2 separate regions of the Hordeum vulgare genome follow, and region 2 is linked to region 1. A link is a contact called in public Hi-C data. All regions are on one chromosome and are shown on one strand. Each heading gives the region's core, a stretch centred on a gene start, on an enhancer-like site or on the middle of the called end of the contact. The rest is flanking DNA. Distances are from core to core; before and after follow the strand shown. Region 1 holds the start of LOC123424890 (DEAD-box ATP-dependent RNA helicase 10). Region 2 holds the start of LOC123424898 (putative disease resistance protein At1g50180).

Region 1 (5,729 bases), core at 1,117-3,616:
TTCCATCGTCTTTGGTAATGACAACTGACACATTGCGTGTGCGTCGCTACCTGGAAGTTTTCTCTTTTTTGTTCACGGACTTATTTTTTTCCAAACATTTTATCTCTTACTCCAAATCACAAATCATTTTCGTAATTGAATTTCTCACGTCAAGATATTTGTAACTAGGTGCAATGTTAATATGTTTTGACAAACTTGCATTTTCTTCTTTTTTTGAAAACATAGAGCTATGCTTTTTTCCCTTTTTGGGCAGGCACATATGTGCCTTTCCCTTTTTGGTAAGCACATTTGTGTTTCTCATGAAAACACACATCATAAATCTCGTAGAACCACATTTATGCTTCTAGCAGAAGCATATATTATACTTCTCGCGAAAAAAAGCATTGTTTCTATTTCTTTCAACAAAACCAAAGGAAAACCAAGCAAAAATCGAAACTAGAAACAAGCAAACGAAATCTGTAAACACGTGAAGAGAAAAAAAAGAGCAAAATCCGTAGGGAGCACCAATGTGCACCAAAAGTGATCTATGAGTTTCTCTTTGATTGTACCCTCCAATTGCTTGCTCCCGACAAATAGGAGCACCTACGTGTAATATCTTCTCAGTTTTTATTTACTTCGTATGGGAACATTACAAAGTTTTTTTATTGAACGAGGAAGGACAGATTGGCCCTTATATTGCATGTGATAATATGGTTACATCATCAGGTAGGGTATAAATGAGGAAGCCAGGGGGCTCCTCCATCCACTTTCTAGTTCTAGTGGGTTCGGCAAATCTAGCTAAGGTATGAGCAACCGTGTTTGCTTCCTAGGACAGAAAACAAAGTGGATAGAACTAAAATTCTTGGCAAAGAAAGAGCATTCTTCGTAAACAGCAGCCGCCGGTCCGAGGGAATTGCCATCTTGTATCATGGTGTCTATCACCTCCGTGCAGTCGGACTCAACTACAAGTTTCTGCACTCCCACCTCACTAGCCAGAATAAGTCCATCTCTGAGTGCTCTTGCTTCGGCCGAGCTGGTGTCTTCGGCAAACGGAATCCCACTGCATGAGGCGGCGATGAAAGTACCTCTGTCGTTCCGCAACACAGCCCCTGTGCTTCCCGTCCCCGAATCGCTAGAAAACCCAGCGTCGACATTAAGCTTATAAAGACCCTCAGGTGGCCGCTGCCATCCGTGCCGAACTACCCCTTCTTCTTCTCCCTAGCCCTAGCAAAGTTCTTCGCAAGAGCTGATATTGCATGCGCTGATCTGGGAGCCTCAAAAATTTCCTCGCCATGGGTGAAGTTCCTCCTTTCCCACCATACATACCAGACGGTAGTTGCAATTAGTTCACCACGACCGACATCCGATAGGTGTGAGCTAATTTTGCTCTTAGATAAGAGCAGTTCCGAGAGGATGGCACTCCCATCTCGCTCCATTGTACAGGTCTGTTGCACAAGGCTGTAAAGCCCCAAGATTCTCCAGATATCTTGCACTCTCGGGCATTGGAAGAAGGCGTGTTTAATGCTCTCACAATCTGTTGTACACAACGGGCATTGGGAGCTAGCCATGATATGACGATTGGCCAATACACCATAGCAGGGTATTGCTCCCAACAGAGATTTCCATAGATGGATTTAATCTTTGCAGGGATCCGCAGTTTCCATATGGTTCTACAAATTGGACTATTACCTGAGGATTGGTTTGTGTTTGTTCTCCTCAACTTTCACCCATGTTGGAATTCCCACTCTTCATGGTAAGCCGATCTAACAGAAAAGATCCCATGCTTGTCTGGGTGCCAAGAAACAAAATCAAACATCATTCCCAAAGCGAGTGGGATATTCATAATGCGTTGTCCATCTACCGGCCAGAACAGATCATTGATGAGCTCCTCGTCCCACGCTCTGCTATTTGCATCTATGAGTTCAGATACTTTAGTAAGAACTATAGTGTTCCTTGGAACATTACAAAGTTTGATTAAGTTTATTGAAAACAATCTATTTTTTCACACTAACAAATACTTCTTCTGTCTCAAAATAAGTGTCTTAAGCTTAGTATAATTTTGTACTAGAGGTAGTATAAAATCGAGACATTTATTTTGGGAGGGAGGGAGTACATATGATATTCTGTATTCAATAATGAATCTGAAGGTATTGATTTGGTATTGTGTATGTTAATAATTTATTTATAAATTAATTCAAAGTTTAAAGAGTTGGTTTCAAGACAAAGGTAATATGCCAAGTAAATAAAAACAAAAGGAGTATATGAAGTGGGCCATTCCCGGACCGAGGCCGCTCCCAGCGGCCAGGCCGAGCATGCCGGCCCACGAGATTTTCCCACCCTCCGCTTCGTCCGCTAGGGTTTATGCCGCCGCGCCGACCCCGCGGCCGTGTGCGCCAAGTTCTGTCTCCCGTCACATAACCAGCAACCGCCGAGCGCCACGCCTAGCAGACCAACCCCACGCCGCCGCCGCATTCACCCACGCGCGCACAGAAGACTCCAGTCTTCTCCTCTCCTCTCCTCTCCCCCCGTAGCCATGGCGGTGGTGGACAAGGCGGCCGCCGGGGGCGGCGAGGCGCAGCAGCGGGAGCCGGAGCCGGCGGCCGAGGCGTCGACGTTCGCGGAGCTGGGCATCTGCCGCGAGCTGGTGGAGGCCTGCGACGCCATGGGGTGGAAGCAGCCCACCAAGATCCAGGCGGGGGCCATCCCCCACGCCCTCCAAGGTACTACCGGCGGCGCCGCCGGCCGTTTATGCGTGCAGCTGTGGTGGTCGCGGGTCGTTGATTCTGGGTTCGGATTTTTGGGCGCAGGGAGGGACGTGATTGGGCTGGGGCAGACGGGGTCCGGGAAGACGGGCGCTTTCGCGCTGCCCATCATCCAGGCGCTGCTCGAGCACCGCCAGCCCTTCTTCGCCTGCGTCATGTCGCCAACGAGGTTACTTTCCTTTGCCTCTCCTTCCCGAGATACATTTCCTTTTTCGATAGCTTGCGTGGAAGCTTACCCTGAGGCTGTGGGGGTTCAGGGAGCTAGCCATTCAGATTGCAGAGCAGTTCGAGGCGCTAGGGTCAGGGATCGGCTTGGTTTGCTCAGTGGTAAGTGGCGCTGATACAATTGACTGTTTATCCAGTTCTGCTACTAATTACTCCCTCCGTTCCTAAATATAAGACCTTTTAGAGATTGCACTATGAACTACATACGGATGTACATAGAGATATTTTAGAGTATATATTCATTCATTTTGCTCCGTATGTAGTCTCCTAGTGAAATCTCTAAAAGGTCTTATATTTTGGAACGGAGGGAGTATATGCTACAACCAATTGGATGCGCATACTGCAATATGCTTTGTGTCTTTGCGCGCATCCTAGGTCTGATTAACTAATTGTTGTAATAGCTGGCTGTGAATTGTTGGCTACCTGCCTTTGATCGTATTGCGCGCATAACATGAAGAGGAGTAATGTCAGGGTGCTGTTTTGAATTCTGAATATATGTAGCCTATTTCAACTTTGGTGAAGCCAAAGCATAGGGGAACATAGTTATTACTATATTTTTTTAAAGATCATAACTAAATTGAATAAGTTTGTCGCTTTACGAGCCCATAAGGACAATTTTAGTGTTTGTTGATGACCTTTCTCCTCCACAACGGCAAGACTGCTTCAGTGTTTCACTTTCACGCTGATTACTTCTGCTCAGTATACTTAGATGAAATTTTCTATCTTCTATTGCATTAAGATGTCTCTTGGTGACCATGGTACAACCTACTTAAATCAAGTATTCGTCAACAATAGGAGACTATTGAGTTACTGTTTTAAGGTATTTCCCCCTTTTCAGCTTGTTGGAGGAGTTGACCGGATGCAGCAAGTGTTATCCATTGCAAAACGTCCACATATTGTGGTGAGTATCCTCTACCCAATCCTAACCTAATAAGTACAATATAGGTTCTGTATTCTCTGTGCTTTGAAATTGCAAGTGAGTCATGTAGATTAAAATCCACACACAACCATCAACTCCTTCAAATCCCAAAGTGGAAAAAAGCTCTGGCATCAGCATTATCATATACTAATTCTTGGCCTTAAGAAATGCCCTTTTGGCTAACCTGAAGCTTCTTCAATTAGACAGCTTATCGAGCCTTTTAACTCCCCTTTATAACTTATGGTACCATTTCTAGTAACTCTATTTGTGAAAGCTCTTGAGGGTTTATTGATAGATAATGTACCTGAAGTTAATATACTCCATTCCAAGTTAAAGTGCATATAGAATTATAGATTTTGTCGTAAGTCAAAGTTTTACCAAGTTTTTAGAAAAAGTATTTTAACGGATATCTATATGGAAATAGAGGGAGTAATATAAGCGCTTTTAATTTTGAAAGCCATTGTGATGACAAGCGTATCCTTATAAGACCCAAGATGCTCCATTTCACTGAGTTTAGCATATATAAGTAGCTTCTAGAGTCTAGTAGACACGGGACTTGGGTATACAAGCTAAGGCCAGGATCTTCCATTGCATACACCAGTCACAAGTAGCAAAAAAAGAGAGCTTTTGTTCTCTTCCGGGACATTTGAAAACTGTCTTTATCAGGACTTAGCTTGTTTTATTTATCATTTCCTCCGAAATGCAGGTTGGAACTCCTGGCCGTCTTTTGGACCATTTGAAAGATACAAAAGGTTTTAGCCTAACCAAAGTGAAATACTTGGTACGTATTCTTTGAATTATACTCATCTTTTAATGCGTACATTATCCAGCTGTTGCATTTATGCTTATAATTAGACCATTCTGATTGTTGGATGACAGGTACATGATTCTGTTAAGTTGAACTTTCATTTCTAACAGTCAAAAACCATATCTAGTTGCTACAGATAGAACCTGCATTACAGAACGGAGTAATGTGCAATATAGAAAAGTGGCTTCTCACAAAACCTATCTTGCCTGTTAAAGTGGAAACTTGCATTTTCCAGGCAGTGTTCCCCTGAATTGTTAAGCTAACAATCCAATATAACAAGATATGTTATCATTTTAATTACTTTTGTTAAACTGAACCACCCTAGTGCGCGCGTCATGAACTAGCAATACATAAATGAATCGGTAGTTGTTTTCCATTTGCTTGACTGGTTGTTCTAATAGTTTCTTTGTTGCCAATTAGCAATGTGCTGATTGATCATAAATATGTGATGATTATATTGTTTGGAACCTTCATTGTAACTACTTCTTGACATAACTAGTGCATACCTCTACAGTTTGGACCAATTATACGAACTTGTTTAAACTTGAATGCTTTCATTTTGACGTGTGGTCAATGTTCTTGGTTTCTAGGTACTTGATGAAGCTGATAAATTACTTAATTTGGAGTTCAAGGAATCACTTGATGATATTCTGAAGGAAATTCCTAAAGAAAGGAGGACTTACCTTTTCTCAGCCACAATGACCAAAAAGGTTGGTGGTATTCAAGAGGTTTTGTTATGATTTCTCTGATTCAGTGTAGCAAAGGGACTAAAATGTCAACAGCCTGCCATTATTGTATTTGTCAGATTGATGTGGCCTTGTTTACCACTTTGTTTGGTGAGAAATAGTGCACAGATTGACATTTTGTCATATAACCATTGATTCTGCTGAACTCAGCACCTCTTTGTATTTCTAGGACTACTACGTGAACATGCTCTTCCAAGTTGCAGCAATGATATTTCTAGCCATGAATAGCCTTATTTTTCTAATTGGTGCTTCATGGCTTTGCTACGTATGCGTTTTTGTTTGCCTGAATG
Region 2 (6,183 bases), core at 1,303-3,802, 260 kb before region 1:
ACTGTTGAGTCCAAGTTTGTTTTCCTCAGGTCTATAATCTGCAAGTAAAGGAGTTCTCCAATTGAAGGGAGTGTTACATTTCCACATCTTCTCAACCTAAGGCATCTTAGGTGAATGCACCCACCAATGGCTGGAGATAAATTCTCAAGGTCTGAGTTTTCAATGTGAAGAACTCTCAGGAATCTCAGCTTAGGTAGGAATATTGATGAAAGTTCAAAGCCAACCAGAGTTCGTAGATTAGGAGTTGTTGCCTGTAAAATCTGACCACTGAAGTTTTGGAATGAAGCACGATAGGATATCATGTTATCAGATGATGATGCACCATCCCAGCCTGCATTTTTTTTATAAAGTGCATCCACATGTCAGCAAGAAACACCGTACTAAGACATATATTGAAACCAAAAACAGAGCTATATGAAAAGAGAGGAGAGGAAGCCTGACATGCAGTTTTGTCGATCATATCAAGAAAGCCGTCTTCTCTTGCTTCTTCTATGCACCAGTCACGCAAGATATCATGGATCCTTATTCTTTCAATCCATCCATGTGCTCTGCTTCTATTAACAACTTGGACCAAGCTTCTTTGAGCTAACTCAGTTACATACTTACGTGCTATTTCTTCCAGTGTATGTTTTGGTGTATGTGGAATGAAGCATTCTGCTATCCATAACTCAATAAGATCCGACACAGATATTTCATAATCCTCGGGGAAAGCAGCAACATAGAGGAAACATGATTTTAAATAATGATCTGGTAGGTCATTGTAACTGCGAGCTAGTATGTCTCGCATCATCTGTCCGTCTTTGGTTGATGGCCAGCTCGAGAGTATATCGATCCATGTTTCCTTGTTCAGATTTTTTGACAGATAACCCCCAAAAACTGCAAGTGCAAGCGGTAATCCATTACATTTCCTAGCAAGCTTCTTTCCTAGTTCTTCAAACTCATCCACATCACATACAGCAGACCTGTTGTATGGTGGTAAAGCTTTGCTACTAAAAAGTTCCCAACTTTTCTCTTCGTCTAACTTCTTCAGATGATGGACATGAGTTGGCATTTGCACATGATTCGCAACATCTTGCTTTCGTGTGGTTAACAGTACTCGACTACCATTGGCTACATCTGGAAATGCTTTAACCATTTTGTTTATTTGCTCCCATGTATCTGTTTCCCAAACATCATCAAGAACTACTAAGAATCTTTTTTGCAACAGAAAATCATGTATCTCCTTTCCCACCTCACACTGACGGATATTAAAACCAACTCTGCCCCCCATTATTTGTTCCATAATACTTGTTAGTAAATCAACGGCCTTGAACTTTTGAGACACAGTCACCCAAGCAGCTGTGTCGAAATGTTCTTTTACTCTTGATGAAGTGTAGATTTTTCTAACTAGTGATGTTTTTCCCGCTCCACCCATGGCAACTATGGAGATAGCACTAAGAGTATTGTTCTCTTTGTCAACTAACTTGTCCGTTATTTCTTGGTACTCATCCTCAAAACCGACAATGGCAACATTATCCTCAAAGTTTTGATCCATGAGATCATTTACTCGTGGAAACTCATCCTCGGCACAGCACTTGCCTAGAACACCAGTATCCAAATCAATATTCAAACGGTTTGCACTGTCAAATATCTCGCTGATCTTCCTTCTTATACGTTGGATATCGACACCAACGTTATGAAGGGTAACCATGTCACTTGGCAAGCGAGCATACCTTGAAATGGCACCCAAGAATCCATTCTTCAGCCTGTTTTTCTTCCCCATGTAATCTGCAGCTTCAATGACATTCTCGGACTCATATGTCACGTCCCTGATCTGGCTGAGCCACGTAGCCACACACTCATCTCCTGATTTCCGTTTAGCATCAGCAGATCTAAGGTAGCACTTTAACCGCTTCAGTTCATCTTTCAAGAATCCTACTTCACTAGTGACACCACATAAAAATGAGGTCTCATGAACCGCAAGTTTGCTCACATTCCCGACCACGGCTTTAACAGCAGACTCAGCCATTGATTGCTCCTCCTTGTAGCTGCTCCCAACATAGTTTGTTTAAAAATAACATATATTAGAAATTTCCCTATCTGTAGTACTCCCCCTGTAATCTAACATTAGTGATCTAAAACGTCTTATATTAGTTTATAGAGTACTCCCTCTGTAAACTAATATAAGATCGTTTAGATCACTACTTGTTATCTAAAAGATCTAATATTAGTTTATGGGGGGAGTACTTTTGTAGAGCCAGTAGTTAGAATGGTTATTTGTAGAACCTGCTCTTAGTATGATGATGACTGCACTTAAGCTTCCAATTCCACCAGTGAATTAGTCATAGCAGATAGATCTGACGGTTTGAGCTTCCAATTCCATCAGTAAATCAGTCCTAGCAGATAGATCTGGCGAGAGTGGGAGCTAAAAGCGAGCTGGACACTTGTAATGAGGAGAACTGAAAAGGGGAGATACTCACCGATCGAGGGGATGCATGCCTTCTGCTTGATACTCACTGTTTTGGTACTCTGCTCCCACAAATTCTTCAAGTCCTCACCGTCAGCGTGTGACTCGTCGCCGGTCTCTCTCTCTCTCTCTCCAATTATGTAAATCGTACTAGAGAGAGCACGTTGCTGGGTGGAGAGACAAGTTTTGATTTTTAATGTCTGAGTTGATAAGTAATAGTGTTTTGATTGCAGAGCATGTCGTTATCAGGAAAGATCTGTGACTTTGGCCGTGGAGTGTGAAGGACGAACTGGTGAAGAAAGACCAGTTCTTTGCAAATATTTGTGGGCACTAAGCATCGGTCATCAATGCTTGTTGAATCTTTATGGACTTTTTGTCACCATCGCTGTCGTGATAATACATTTTTTTTAGGAACATGATAATACATTTTCCTACTAAAGTGCAGTCATATTGGTGCCAACCATGTCTATTCGTCCCTGGTGCTGCGTTGAAATGTACCGGCAATATACGAGGATCAATTATATATCTGTCTGGCTTCCTCGTTTTAGTACAACACATATTCATTTGCCTAGATCGATGTTTTGTTGGGTTATCTGAGCATACTTTATGAGAGGCTGGTAACTGTCCCGTATGTGTGGTTCTAGTCGTGATCATGAAAAGAAGCCTTTGTTCTTTAATTATGTACTGACAGTACATTCAGATGTTTCTGTTATTCTTGATTTGCAGCAGAACTCTGAATTCATATCACGTCATTCATGCTGATTTACACAAGCATACGGTCTTCATGAGAATGGTTTCGCTCTTAAAAAGATTGAAAATAAATATACTTAACTGAAGATTTTGCATCAGACTATCATTTGAAATATTGCATCAGATCAGGCTAGCTTGTCGTGTAAAATGTAGCTTGAATTGATCAGATTTAAGAAGGCATAAACACCGACAACCAATCTGGGTAATATTCTGGCTAGCAGGTGACAATTGTGGTATTTTCTGGGGAGCTCTTCAAATTTAAAATGCCATGGGTTGGCATATTTGCAACATCTTTCTTTCTTCTGGTTAACTGTACTCGTTGCTGTTTGTTGCGTGTGGAAAGGCCTTAAGGGCATCTCTAGCATACCCCTTATTATATCGTGGACCCGTATTGCCCGTTTACAGCCTGGTTTAAAAAACCGGACCGGACCGACGGTTAGACCGGAAAAAACTGGAACTGACAGCCTCATTAGATTTTTAACCTAGTAAGACCATTCTGCAATTGAACAGGAGAAAACCGGTCGAACTGTCCGGTTTTCTAAAAAAACAGTAAAAAATCGGGTCACTAAACCGTGAAAACCAGGAAAATATTTTAATAGAATTTGGAAGAAGTGAGATTCGATCGCGAGTCTTGTGAGACATACGCGAGGCCTACCCACGACCCTATAACCAACTCGGCTAGGCTACTTTTTTGTTCATTACATGAAAATAATTTTATTTAACCATTGTTTCACACTATATTAGCACATATATTACTCAACATTTATTTTTTTTTTGTTTAAAAAACCAACAATCGAACCGGTGAACCGACGGTCCGACCGATAAAAACCTGAACCGACAACGTTTCTAGTTCGATGTCCGGTTCGGTTTTTTAAACTATGGGCGCGGGTCGTAGCAGAATAGACCCCGCACCATGGAACTGTAAAACAGAATATTTTACGAGTATTCTATTTTGCGGTGCAGGGTCTGTTCGGTCGCGGCCCGTGCCAGTCCGTAAAACAAGTGGTATTTGCTGAATTTGATTTATATGTCACATATTACACAAAATTATGAATTAAACATAAGATCAAATAAATATATTTCAATTATCCAAACCATAATATTACAATACTTATTCAGATCACCGAATCAAAGTAATAATTCAATACAAAAATTGTTATGAATACAACAATGATATAAATCGCACATCAACTAAATGAAATGAATCGATCGCTACATCGAACTAGAAGAAGGCACAAAAGGACTAATCCGCGGTCACCTGGGGGCGGCGGGGACTCGACGAATCCGTGGGGGGGGGGGGGGGGGCAGAGTGAGGCGGCGGCGGTCGACCGGGTCGACGGACACCTGGAGCCGGCACGGCTCGGCAGATTTAGGGGGGGGGGGGAAGGCGGCCCGGCGCCGTGATTCCCTTGGTGGATATGGCCGAAACTGAAAGTGATGGGCGTGCAGCTGCGGTGTCGGGTGGCTGCGGGATGGGGAAGGAAACAAGCATGGGCTGAAATGTACCTCCCGCCAACCGCTTTCGCGAGATATAGGGTGTCGATGGGGTGGTGGGAAAAATTGTGTATTTGTGGGTCAGAGGAGCAAATTGATCGTGCTCCTTCAAAAAAATTAAAGGGTTGAACGCGTTTACGAAGTCCGTTCGGGTCACTTTTTTAGTGCGGAACCATAAATTGTCAGTTATTTTGTGAGTTGAGGGATATAAGGGGTCTGCTAGAGTTGCTCTAAGGGGTTTACAGTTTGCGATTTCGCTCGGATAACGGTCTAAAATAGTTGCGACAGAGCAAAAACTACATCTAAAACTGTAAATTTTGAAAATATAGTTTTGCATGAGAAATGAACAAGAACAGTAGGGAGAATTCACGAAGATCATTCATATACATATAAAGTGCAGATGATTCATACATACATACATATAGCAGGGACACAAAATGGGGCTCGTTGGACGTCTACCCTAACCATAAATTGACCAAAATGAGCTCGTCGGAGCCCTACGGGTGCGATAGTGATGCTGCCGCGGCGATCAATCCTCGTCCGAGGTGAGGTCAATGTACATCGCCTCTTGCACTTTGGTTTCGACGCGCCACTCCTCCTGCGTCGTTGCAAGTCCTTGCTTGTACAGGACGACATCGATTTCCTCCTCCCGCCGGCGGCACTGCTCCTCCTCCTCCTCCACCCGCGCATTGCGCGCGAGGATGGCGACCTCCATGGCGCCCGCCTTCGACGGGGAAGGAAATCCTCCGGCCCGACGCGACTACTACCCTACTGCTTCGGCTCCGCATTCGCCTCCGGCTCCCTCTTCACCAGGCGGAGCCGAGGGAGCTCCTCCGGCTCCCTTTTCATCAGAGTGATCAGTGGTGAACGGGAGATCGACACCCTGACTGAGTTGCCTGCGGCGGAGGAGAGCCGCGCCTGCATGTGGTCGTATTCCTCCGTCTCGCGGCGGAGGAGCAATGGCGGCCGCTCTAGGCCACGGTTGGTGTACTTCCGGGCAGCCCTCTTCCTCGCGGTGTCGGAGGAAACGCATCGAGCCCGCTCGGGGCCTGCCGACCACATCCCGCGCCACGTCTAGAGGAGAGAGGGGTAGTGAGGTTGCTGGTGACGAGAAATCGAGCGGTAGATTTGGGATTTGCAGTGACGCGCCGGTAGGGTTTCGATCTGTATCTGAGCTGCAAACCCTAAGTTATACTGCTAGGAGGGGGAGATTTGTGGGCCACTATAAAAACATTCACGGGCTGAATGAATGTACAGGCTCAGATGTGACCCAAAAAACAGGTCAAATCTGTATAATCGTCAATTTTTTTAATTTACCTCATTTTAAAGGTCTGTTAGAGATACTCTAATAGTCCTATTTATCTCGTGAGTGTGTTTCCCACGCATTACCAAGAATTCACCGAAAACACATGACAACACATACTTTTTGAAAACCTCGGCAAATCACAAGCACAATCACAGAACTAGGGTATATCGAAACAAGCAAAAACGTT

The links. Hi-C and Micro-C count contacts between places; a contact is called where the count stands out from the background.
Region 2: a Hi-C map of seedling shows a contact between it and region 1, with 3 times the contacts expected there. The contact joins the promoter of LOC123424898 here to the promoter of LOC123424890 in region 1. A contact is called at or near these places in 2 of 6 Hi-C or Micro-C datasets (leaf and seedling).

The regions. Positions count from the first base shown.
Region 1 is chr2H:55,246,921-55,252,649 of MorexV3_pseudomolecules_assembly, reverse strand. It overlaps LOC123424890 (DEAD-box ATP-dependent RNA helicase 10), which reads left to right and starts at 2,366. Exons shown (of 13, transcript XM_045108581.1): 1 at 2,366-2,699; 2 at 2,787-2,910; 3 at 2,999-3,068; 4 at 3,805-3,867; 5 at 4,592-4,666; 6 at 5,284-5,403. The coding sequence starts at 2,513.
Region 2 is chr2H:55,510,967-55,517,149 of MorexV3_pseudomolecules_assembly, reverse strand. LOC123424898 (putative disease resistance protein At1g50180) reads right to left here and starts at 2,552. Exons shown (of 5, transcript XM_045108590.1): 1 at 2,460-2,552; 2 at 2,266-2,349; 3 at 442-2,027; 4 at 1-331. The coding sequence starts at 2,008. It overlaps LOC123424900 (a long non-coding RNA gene), which reads left to right. Exons shown (of 3, transcript XR_006621758.1): 3 at 2,366-3,123.